Regions from separate parts of the Sus scrofa genome. Here region 2 is linked to region 1. Evidence: chromatin contacts called from public Hi-C data. All regions are on one chromosome and are shown on one strand. Each heading gives the region's core, a stretch centred on a gene start, on an enhancer-like site or on the middle of the called end of the contact. The rest is flanking DNA. Distances are from core to core; before and after follow the strand shown.

What was found. A called contact is a pair of places that touch in the nucleus more often than the background predicts.
Region 2: a Hi-C map of omental adipose tissue shows a contact between it and region 1, with 1.7 times the contacts expected there. The contact joins two enhancer-like sites. A contact is called at or near these places in 7 of 47 Hi-C or Micro-C datasets (alveolar macrophages, embryonic fibroblasts, heart right ventricle and 4 more) and 1 of 2 datasets of contacts at active chromatin or transcription factors (skeletal muscle).

What each region holds. Positions count from the first base shown.
Region 1 is chr10:28,700,016-28,705,865 of Sscrofa11.1, reverse strand. No RefSeq gene overlaps it. Among named protein-coding and RNA genes, the nearest start is that of GAS1, 190 kb to the right of the region's middle. Within about 2 kb of position 2,920, at least 20 of the 83 cell types and tissues checked have an H3K27ac peak or open chromatin away from gene starts, as enhancers often do. A contact at or near this core is called in embryonic fibroblasts and omental adipose tissue, where this site is marked.
Region 2 is chr10:28,849,989-28,855,838 of Sscrofa11.1, reverse strand. No RefSeq gene overlaps it. Among named protein-coding and RNA genes, the nearest start is that of ZCCHC6, 140 kb to the left of the region's middle. Within about 2 kb of position 2,383, at least 6 of the 83 cell types and tissues checked have an H3K27ac peak or open chromatin away from gene starts, as enhancers often do. A contact at or near this core is called in embryonic fibroblasts and omental adipose tissue, where this site is marked.

The DNA of each region.
Region 1 (5,850 bases), core at 1,671-4,170:
TGTGCTGGGCTGGGGATTGAACCCATACCTCTGCCACAGCAGCAACTCTGAGTTTTATATTTTAATATTGAATAATTTTAGATAAATATATGTAATAAAATATAAATAAATTTCACAATAAACTTATAATAAATTATAAAATAAAATATAAATAATTTAAATATTTTATTTTGGTATTTTTGCACTCACGGCATATGAAAGTTCCCAGGCCAGGGGTTGAATTGGAGCTGTAGCCACTGGCCTATGCCACAGCCACAGCAATGCGGGATCCAAACCAAATCTGCGACCTACACCACAGCTCACAGCAACGCTGGATCCTTAACCCACTGAGTGAGGCCAGGGATCAAACCGCATCCTCATGGATGCTAGTTGGGTTCGTTAACCACTGAGCCATGACAGAAACTCCAATAATTTTAATATTTAAAAATCAAGGAGTTCCCGTCGTGACGCAGTGGTTAACGAATCCGACTAGGAACCATGAGGTTGCAGGTTCGGTCCCTGCCCTTGCTCAGTGGGTTAACAATCCGGTGTTGCCGTGAGCTGTGGTGTAGGTTGCAGACACGGCTCGGATTCTGAGTTGCTGTGGCTCTGGCGTAGGCCAGCGGCTACATCTCTGATTAGACCCCTAGCCTGGGAACCTCCATGTGCCGTGGGGAGCGGCCCAAGAAATAGCTAGAAGACAAAAAAAAAAAAAAAAAAAAAAAATCAACAGACAATGAGCCTCAGCAGTCGCTGACATAAATGTGAATCTCAACTCCGCTACTTATTAACTGTGTTGCTGGGGGCAAGATGATGAATCTCTGATTCACTGATTTACAAACTAAGGGCCCCAATCCCTACCATGCAGTGTTATTGATGGGACTATAAATTATGCTGATATAATACTTCAAAGAGCCCCAGCTTAAAGTTGGTGCCAGATAAAGGGCAGATATGGTGATGATAATGACAATCAAAGTGATGACAATGACTGATCTTCAGCAAGTGACACATTCTCTCTGGGTGTCTTTTGACTTCTATCTGCCTCATGAGACTATCGTCAGGATTAAATACTGCACCTTGTGAAGAAGCAGTTCCTGGCACAAAGTAAATTAGTTTTCCTGGTCTTCTGGACGAACACCAGTGAGATGCTATTTTGGTCATTCGTGCTATTAAAAACAAATCATCTTTAATATGGAAATATTTGCTGTCATTAAAGTAAAAAATATTACAATTGTGGTGTTCCCCTCGTGGATCAGCGGAAGTGAATCTGACCAGGACCCATGAGGACGAAGGTTCGATCCCTGGCTGGCCTCGCTCAGTGGGTTAAGGATCTGGCATTGCCATGAGCTATGGTGTAGGTCACAGACACGACTTGGATCTGGCATGGCTTTGGCCGCGGCATAGGCCAGCGGCTACAGCTCCGAGTTGAACCTTAGCCTGGGGATCTCCATATGCTGAGGGTGCGGCCCTAAAAAAAAGACACAAAAAATATACTACAATTGTTAGAGCATGCACACTGAAAAAAAATCAGGGACTCACACTTTACAATCTACTCATTTAGACAAGACGGTTCATCTCTCTTCTATTACAGGGACGCTTTTCTTGCGTGATTCATGGCACTGGTTGTTTGCATGTCAGCCAATCTCTTCAGGGAATTGTACCTTGAGATGACATTGATCATGTCCTCTTACAAAGAACGGTGTAGAGCCCATCATAAAATACACGCCTACACGCACACCAATCTGTCATTTAGTGTGTCATTTGGTACATTGCCATCATCTGAAAACAATTATCCTGTGGACGGTGATGCGACAGGATATGAAAAGAGGTGAAAAATGTCCGAGTGAGGCTTTTGGTGGCAGACGGTTTTTACTGCTTCCGAGGGATGCTTCTGCCCAGAAACCAGGGGGACTTTGGGTACAACAATAAGGCCAGGCAGTTGGGTGGTATGGCAGAGCTGCCCAATGAACAATCAGATTTCCGACCCCAAGCTCAGAACAGTCTCAGGGTGGCCTGATGAGCACAACTTTAAAAACAAAACAAAACAAAACAAAACAACCCCCTCCCCTCAATAAAAACCAAACTAGGTCCCTTGCCTCTCAAGAACCATTGAATCAAACTGGATGTGAGCTCTTTCTGGTAAGGTTCCTCCAGCCAAATCCTATTACACACAAGGTAATTCAAGGTTCCTAGAATTTACGGTAAATTTGGCAGAATTTACCATGAATTTGAGGAGCCAAGGAAAATAGCTTTGTAACAGTGATACAAATGTAGGAAGAACGAAGCACAAAGACCATTATCTCCATGCCCTGGGAAGACACTTCTCCCCTCCTTTCCACCTTCCATTAGTCAAAGGCGGGGTGGGTGTGGAAGGTTCCAGTTTTCCTTGGAATGGATTGTCAAAACTTTCCCCTCCAGGGTTGCAACATGTTCCTCTCCAAGCTGCTCAGCACGTCGTCGTCAAACCAGTCTTTGCTTGAAGGACATATGGCATCAACATGAAAGATGTCATATTACAAGCCTCCTCCCCCACCCCAACCCCCGGGGGCTCCCCGCCCCCACTTTCTGAAAGATTTTGGAAAGATGTCACATCCTGCATGGGGTGGGGGTCCGGGGGTGGCCTGCAGAGAGGAGGCTGTGGGGAGCAGGCCAGGGGGCCAGAGACTCCGTCTGGAGAAGGGTCTTGGCTGGTTTCTGTAGAGCAAATGGGGGCACAAAATTATTGACAAGGGCGGTGGGGTCGGAGGAGACAAAGCAGGGGAAACGTGGCTTTTATGGAGCTTGCAAACCTGAACTCAAATATTAAAAATGCTTTCATCAGTCTCCTTAATCCAGAGACATTCTTTTTGGCTTAGATGGGAGGAAAAAAATCAGTCCCTTCAGGGGAAAGGGAGAAGGAGGTAATGAGGATGTGAGTCAGACACAGGGAATTGTTGGCAAATGCGTTTGTTTTAGGAGGCAGAGGACTAGTCTCAGCTGATCTAACGTTGCAGACCACTGATAACACCCGCCGGCTTCTTATTAATTTCTCCCTTTCGTTATGAAAAAAAATCGGTGATTCCATTATTTCCTCCATTAAGTGGGGGAAAGGTGAGGCAAAAAAAAAAAAAAGAACCATTTCTTTCTTGTTCACTTCTTCTCTGGGGAATAAGCAGCACTCGGGCTCCAAAGCTGTGTTTTTCTTTGGGTTTTTTCCTTTTAATAGGGGTGGCAGAAAGTGGTTATAGACATTTGAGGGGAAATAAAGCCTGTGGTTTATTAACAGGGCTGGTTTTAATCAGCCGTGATTTGACGAGGGTAACATTAGAGCTACAACACTGATAACTGATACTATGATTTTCTATGCTTTTAACCCCAAACTGAAGTCTTGTGGATTCACGGACAGAAATGCATTTGTTTCCCTGGCCAGCCAGTGGGGAGTGAGTGTTTTGTGAGGACAGCATCAGAGGAGGGCAGGAGAGGCTGGGGGGCTGGGCTGCCTAAGAGCATCTTCTCCGCAGGAATTCTAGCTGCTAAGAAACCAGACCTGGAGATTGGAGGGCTTTTAACGCCACTGGCACTGAGAGGACGAGGGGAAGGCAGGTTCTAGAAGTAGGAGCCCCTCTTTGCAGACCTGAAGTGACACCCCGGGTCACAACAACTTACATCTTCCCAGAGGTAATAAATAATGGTTCCTTCCCTCTAATAAGAGAGTTGAAAAGTCTAGGCCAGCTTCCAGGCAGAAGGCTGCTCTTTAGGGTAACCCAATCCTGTCCTACCCAGAACAAAATCATCTGGATCGCTCCCACTCAGTCCATTAGTTAGCATGGCCTGTGCCAAAATCACTGCCAATGTCCCAGAGAATTTACAGTTTGACCTTGAAAACCAAGGACAAACTCCTGCATTAGTCAGCAGCTATGGTTTGCCATATCTGCAGCCAGTTGGTGCCATGGCGTTTCTGGGAATGTTCTCCACTAGACTAAGGCACTTTTGTTTTTCAGCATATTTTTTAAAAAGGAGAAACAAAGACTCAGCATTTCCCTTCCTCTGACTGCCTGGCCCCTGGGGGTCAGGGCTGTGTGCAGGCGCCAGGGGACATCACAACCCCTCCTCGCCGTCTGTGTTGCTGTGTTTTCAGGTATACAAGCTGCTCTTCCCAGGACAGAGTGCTTTGTTTATGCAGAGCTTCTTTCTTGTTCTTGGGCTAGAGGGGCACCAGGCACCCCCCATCTCCTCCTTGGTGTTCCTAGTGTGGAAAGTAACATAATGTCTTTTCTATCAAAGGAAATCTTGGTTACTCCATCTTACTCGGGAGTCGCCTTCCTGTGACCCCCACCCCTCCCCTTTCCCTCTTCTCCCACTGACAATGTGTTTCAAATTAGCCAGTGGGGAAGAGTGTGCGCCCTGACCTGACTAACGGGAAGGGGACAGGTATATCACCTGCATTAGGAACAAATAGGGGAGGGTCCTTTGTTCTGCGCGCACACTTTTTGGAGTACCCGTGCCCTTCTGCAGACGTAAAGAGCCTTGTCGAGATTTCTTCTTGCCCATGTGTCTCACTTTCTGACCCTGACAACCCGAGCCAGAGTTATTGTAATTTCCAGCACTAGGGAAAAGGGATGCATAGCCTGGAGGTGGCTGCCCAAGTTGATGGGGGAGCCCAGAGCATGACTCAGGAGGCATCTGAGCATCAGCTCTGTTCCACGACGGAGGTAGCTCGGCTCCTCCCACCCTGCCCTTCCCTCTCTGACCACATCACCCTCCTGTTCCTCTTCTGTGGGGACCTCCTGGGAGGCTGCCCCTTTCACAGCACCAACTCCTTGGGAACCCCCCATCCTCAACCAGGACTCAGGGGGCTGCCTGTGGAAGCCATGTCTTAACACCCTTGGCCAAGAGGTGGACAACCAGCTCTCGAGCCCTAGAGTCTCTCTCAGGCTTAGGAAGTCATGCTGGAGAATCAGAAACATGCATTTGTTAGAGTGGAATCTCTTTAATGACAGTGCTCGGGAGTGCTAGCAACCAAACTTCTTCTTTTTTTTTTTTTTTCATTGTATATAGGTTAAAAAATGGGACATGTATTCTCAATATATTTATATTTATGTATTTACAGATTATATACAGCTACTACTATTACTGGCTAATATCTCAAGGCACAGATAACTATTTTTTTTTCTTTTTTCTATCCATGATGGCTTATTATAATTCCTTGTGCTCTACAGTAGGACCTTACTGTTTATCTATTTATATATGGTGGTTTGTAATGGCTCATTTACCTCTCCTCCACCCCCTTTCCCCTTTAGTAACCAGTTTTTGTTTTGTTTTGTTTTAGGACCATACCTGCAAAATATGGAAGTTGCCAGACTAGGGTCCTATTGGAGCTGCAGCTACTGGCCTACACCACAGCCACAGCAACTTGGGATCTGAATAGCGTCTGTGACCTACACCACAGCTCACAGTAACCCTGGTTTCTTTAACCCACTGAGCGATGCCAGGGATCGAACCTGCATCCTTATGGATACTAGTTGGGTTTGTTATTGCTGAGCCACAATGGGAACCCCCACACTTTGTTTTTTATATGTGTTAATTGGTTTCTGTTTTGCAAATAAGTTCACTTGCATTGTATCTTTTAGATTTATTAATTAAATTTTTTATTGAAGTATAGTTGATTTACAATATTGTGTTAGTTTCTGGTGTACAGCAAAATGATTCAGTTACATATTTATCTATGTCCATCTAGCTATTTATTCTTTTTCATGTTCCTTTTAATTATGATTTTAACAAAATATTGAATAGAGTTCTCTGTGTATACAGTGGGACTTTGTTGTTTATCCATTCTATATATAATAGTTTGCATCTACTAACCCTAAACTCCCGGTCCATCCCACTCCTTCC
Region 2 (5,850 bases), core at 1,134-3,633, 150 kb before region 1:
TCGGAGATGGAGCCTTGCCTCTTCCGTGGCTCTGCATGTTGGTTAGTGGTCCAGGAAGCCCCACCCGGAATGTGGTATGAGAGATTCAAGCAAATGAGAGGGGTGAGCTTCCCAGAACTCAGGGTGACCCTGGAGTTAGCGCTCAGGTTTGTACGTCCAAGGGAGTACAAAGGGGAGGAAAGGGAGGAAAGGCTGTGCCCTTATCTTAGAACATAGGACCCTCCTTCTCTGCTCTCTCTGAGTGGAGAGATAAAGAGTGATTTATGGCAAACAACATTTGAGCAGCATTCTTCATCCTGGCTTTTCATTAAAGGGACCTACGAAAGGTCATCATTGACCCTGGTCTCCGCAGCCTAAACTGATTCACACAACTGAAAACGGAAACAAAACCCAAACCCCAGCAGTGCTCCCCCCCAACCCCCGATCACATTTAACCACGCTAGCTCTCTTTGCTGCTGCTTTTTGTTTGATAACAGTCTGTCCTAATGTTAATAATTCTTGCAGCCAAGGAACACATGTTCTTGAGTCAGATGCCCTAACAAATTGATGATCCGAGTTTCCTGTGGATTATTTTTCAGGCATGAGAAATTAATGGTCCAAGCGTAATCCCATAGTTCAGCTGGAGATTTTAGCAAGTTTTCCCCAGAAAGTTGTCAAGGAAATCTCAGATGGACACGGTGTCCCAGGTTGTGAGGCAGCTCTGAGATGGGGTTCTGGGTCTGGGCTGTTTATCAAGGAGGGTCCTTGGGGTGGGGAACGGGATCAGGAGTGGGCAGAATGCAGGCACACAGCGGTCTCCGCTGACTCCATGTGCACTCTGGAGCTAGAATGGCCCTGCAGAGTTGGCCCACATTGGGCTGGGATGGATCAGTGATTACATATGGACCACCTTGGGGAGGGGCATGACTTCAGATGAGTCAGCTTCTGCAAGCTGAGACAGTCCTGGGAAGGCCCCATGGTGAAGTTGTAACCGAGCAGGACCTTAAGAATAGATCTCCACTCATGTTCTCTGCCTGCCTTCTGTCTGCAGAAAACCTTTAGACAAAGAATAAATTTAAGAGTTCTCACTGTGGTGCAGCAGGCTAATGATCCGGTGTTGCCACAACTGTGGTGGAGGTGCAGCTGTAGCTTGGATTCCATGTGCTGTGGAAATTTCCATGTGCTGTGGGTGTGGCCAAAAAAAGAAGAAATTTAATCAGAGAAATGAGACAATGCAGAAAGGAAAACAGTTAAGCCAGACAAAATAATAATACTTCAGTCATTAAACAAAGTCAAGAATCTTTAGCTCACAGCAATGCTGAATCCTTAACCCACCGAGTGAGGCCAGGGATTGAACCCACATCTTCATGGATACTAGTCAGGCTCATTTCTGCTGGGCCACAATGGGAACTCTGAGAGTTGCTTTTTGAGCACTGACCCAAACCTCTGGGAGTGTGCGCCACTCCCACACCTTCTTCTTCTTTTTTTTTTTTTTTTGGTGTGTGTGTGTTTAGGGCCAAACCAGAGGCATATGGAGGTTCCCAGGCTAGGGGTCAAATCAGAGCTGTAGCCTCCGGCCTATGCCATAGCAATCCCAGGTGTGAGCCGAGTCTGTGACCTCCACCACAGCTCATGGCAACACCAGACCCTTAACCCGCTGAATGAGGCCAGGGATCGAACCTGTGTTCTCATGGAAACTTGTCAGGTTCGTTATCACTGAGCCACAACGGGAACTCCCTCCCATACCGTCTTCTGACAAAAGCCATCACTTTCTCTGTGTATCAAATCCTCCTTCTAAAAAAGGAGAACACCTAAAGCCAATTCGAATTTGAAAAGAGACTTCAACCCAGAGGCCATGTACTGTCTTTGATGCTTAGCTTTGCCATTTCCATTGAGAAGGCTCCTCAAGGTTTTGTTAGGATCCATCCTCAGATGTTTCTATATTGCCTAGTCCCCAGCCTTTGGCCCTCCTCAAAATGGGCTGGCTATCTGTTTGTTGTTGTTGTTGTTGTTGTTTGTTTGTTTGTTTTTGTCTTTTAGGGCCAAACCTTCGGCATATGGAATCTTCCAAGCTAGGAGTCAAATCAGAGCTGCCTCTGCTGGCCTACACCACAGCTCATGGCAATGCCGGATCCTTAACCCACGGAGCAGAGCCAGGGATCAAACCTGCAACCTCATGGAACTAGTCGGGTTCATTACCACTGAGCCACAATGGGAACTCCGCTGGCTCCCTATGGAGGGCCATGAAGCAGGGCTCGTATCTGTGACTTCTGGAGGAAATGTCACTGAGGGTCCTTTACTACCCAAGTCCTGTCGATGTGGAAGGATCTTAGCCCTTCCCATTGTAGCATCCGCAATAACAGCTGCTTTGTGTTTTCTGCTCAGATTCAGCTGAGGCTCATCGGAAATCAGATCTGATGAGGGCCCTCGTTCTGATGACTAGGCTAACCTCATCCGATCGGATTTCCAGTTAGTCAAGCTGGTGGCTGAGTCCTTTGTCCTGTTGTTTCCTTGAGACCAATTTGGAACTTCATGAATAATCCATGGGTATTAACCAGCTGCACACATACGGGCATTTCCACTGCGTCTTTGCCGTGGAATTTTAGATGGTTCCGATGTCATCCGTAAGCAATCAGGAAGAGCCAGGCTCTGACTGAAACTATCTAGAGAACTTTGAGGGTCCTTTCAAGTTTCCAAAGGGAAGGCATAAGTGGTCATAGCAGGGATATTTCCCCTGGAGAGTCTTTAACGTCATAGTTGGCAGCTGTATTACAGGGACGAAAAGCATATGAAGATATTTCCCCAGTTATTTGAAACAAAACTTTATGCCAGCTTCTTTTGGTTCTGCTGGTTTCTGTTGTTGCCTTAATCACCAAGTGGTGTGGGTTAAAACAAAAGCCATAATTAAATCGAAGCCAGTTTAGGGGGAAAAATTGGGCAACTCTTTGCTTAAACAGAAGCAGGTGGTGTTGGAATGCTCAGTGGAAGTGAGCTGTGAGGAGGGAAGGCAGATTTTTTTTTTTTCTCATTGAAAACAGTTAAAAATACTTGCGGTCTTTTGTGCCAGGCTGTGGTTGAGATATATACATATACACCTTAATTATATATAGATATGTATGTATTATGTATATACACACATTTATATATATATGAACCTGAGATAGATAGCTATCCATCTCAGTTTCAGAAAAACTGTGATGAAAATGCAATACAGTTTTAATTAGAGAGGGATCTTTTGTGGTAAGAGAGGGTGGAATTTGCTTCTGTGTCTGTGTGTGAGAGAGAGAGAGGGAGAGGGGGAGGCGGAGAGGAAGAGTTTATTTTAAGCGTTGTTGTAAATACAGTTGTTATATTCCAATTAGAAATGTGATTTCATTCCTACTCCATTCAGAAACTCATCTGCGCTGTAAAGAATGCCCATGATTTATGTAGCAAATTTTCACAATGGAAAAGAGGTTGGATGGAAGAAGCTGGCCACCACCTCATTGGCTGCCTGGGATGGGAGCGCTGATCTGGTTGACAAAGTAGGAATCCTATTCTTCCCTAATTGTTCTAGGATTTTCCTTCCTGTGTCTATGTGTTCGCTCCATGGAACGTTCTCACCGGGGTAACAGGTCTCCAGGCACATGAAGAGGAGCCATAACCCAACTGTGAAATGCCCATTTCCCTCAGATATTGCTGCAAGATAAAACACATGATGCCCAGATAAGTTCGAGTCACAGATAAATAATTGATACTTTTTCATTGTAAGTATAACCTAAGAAATATTTGAGGCTAAAAAATTTTTTTTTGGTCTTTTTAGGGCCGCACCCGTGGCATATGGTGGTTCCCATGTTATGGGTTGAATCGGAGCTGCAGCTGCCAGCCTACTCCACGGCCACAGCAACACTGGATCTGAGCCACATTGGTGCCCTAACTGCAGCTCATGGCAACACTGGATTCTTAACCCACTGAGCAAGATCAGAGATCGAACCCGCATCCTCATGGATCCTAGCTGTGTTCTTAACCTGGTGAGACACAGTGGGAACTCCCTGTCATTGGTACTTTTGACTTCATTAAATTCACAAGGATACCTGGATTTTTTATAGCTTCCACTTCTTTTTTTTTTCTATTTTATTTATTTATTTTTGCTTTTTAGGGCTGCACCTGTGGCATATGGAGGTCCCCAGGCTAGGGGTCCAATAGGAGCTACAGCTGCTGGCCTACACCACAGCGACAGCAACATCAGATCCAAGCCGAATCTGCCCCCTACGCCGCAGCTCACGGCAATGCTGGGTCCTTAACCCACTGATGGAGGCCAAGGATGGAACCCACAACCCCATGGTTCCTAGTCGGATTCATTTCCTCTGTGCCATGATGGGAACTCCTGTTTCTTTTATTTTAAATGATTTTTATTTCTTTCCATTACAGCTGGTTTACAGTGTTCTGCCAATTTTCTACTGTACAACAAAGTGACCCAATCTCACTCACACACACACACACACACACACACACACACACACACACACACACATTCTTTTTCTCACATTATCCTCCATCATGCTCCATCATAAGTGACTAGATATGGTTCCCAGTGTATAGCTCCCACTTCTTCATTGACGTAGAGGTGGGTTTCATGATTTCTACTTAAAAAAGGATAATTGGCCAGCCAGCATACTCTCCCACTTATAAGCTACCATTCAATATTTCTTAGTTGAATGCACAGAATAAATGCTAGTAAATTGCCAAGTTCCTTGAGGGTTTTTACAGATGAGGAAAAACAGAATTGTGTCTTGGGAAGGCCAGTTATAAAAATAAAGGCAACTTATTCAAGCCTATGATAGGACCAATGATGTTTAGTGAAATAAGAGGTGAGATGACCGGTTGTGTTTCCAACTCTGAGGTTGTGTTTCCAGCTCTGTGTGACCTGAAATCAAGCACTTAATCTCTCTGGGTCTCATTTTCTCCTTTTGCAAAATGAGCTGGCTGGATCAGATGACTTTGAAGGCCTTTTTATTCCACTGAAAATATGTAATTTTTTACTCCACTAAAAATATGTAATGTTTTCAATAGTCTGTTAAAAATATGTGACTTTTCCAACACTCCAGTGCATTTCTGATTCAGTAACTCGGGAGTCTGAATCTGCAGGAAGTGAGGGCATAAAGGAATTCCTCCAAGAGTATGACCAGCAGTCATTTTATCACTTTAGCAACAGCAGGCTATTTCAGCAGGAGTTCTTTCTTGCTTATTCCATTCGACCACCTAGCCAAGCCTGGTGCAGTTGTGTGGGTTTGAGAAACCAGACAGTGGAAGATAGGGTCTCAGTCTCAGCCTGCTGTGTTCAGGGTAAGGATGGGTGTGGAGAGACACAGCGAACAAGTCAGAACCTTGTGGTAAGTCCTAGACTGTAGACAACGGTGGGTGAGTGTGAAATATAGCACCTATGACTGACTTTAGTTGGTGCTGATTGAATTCACCATAAATTCCAGTATTTCTGGTATCTGGCCACTCTGATCAGAGGCAGTGACAGAATGACATTACTTACTCCTGTTACCATGGCATCATGGACACATGAGCTGGTGTGTGTACCAGTGTGCCTGCGAGCTCACCCACCCACCGATACACACCCATGTGAAAGCTTCCTAGAGAGAGAATGAAAAAGAAGTTTTGAGTACAAAGAAAGCGCAGAGAGAAGCAAAAACAGAGAGCTGCTGCTCAAAAGAGCCACTTCTCATTTCCACTTCTTTTCCTACTCTCTATTATATTCCTAAGATGACGGATTTTAAAAAGGAGTCACAATTGATAAAATACTATGTGTTACTCATAGTTTTAAATGTGCTACACATACTCACTTATTTAATTCCCTCAAGGAGGCTATGCAATAGATACTAT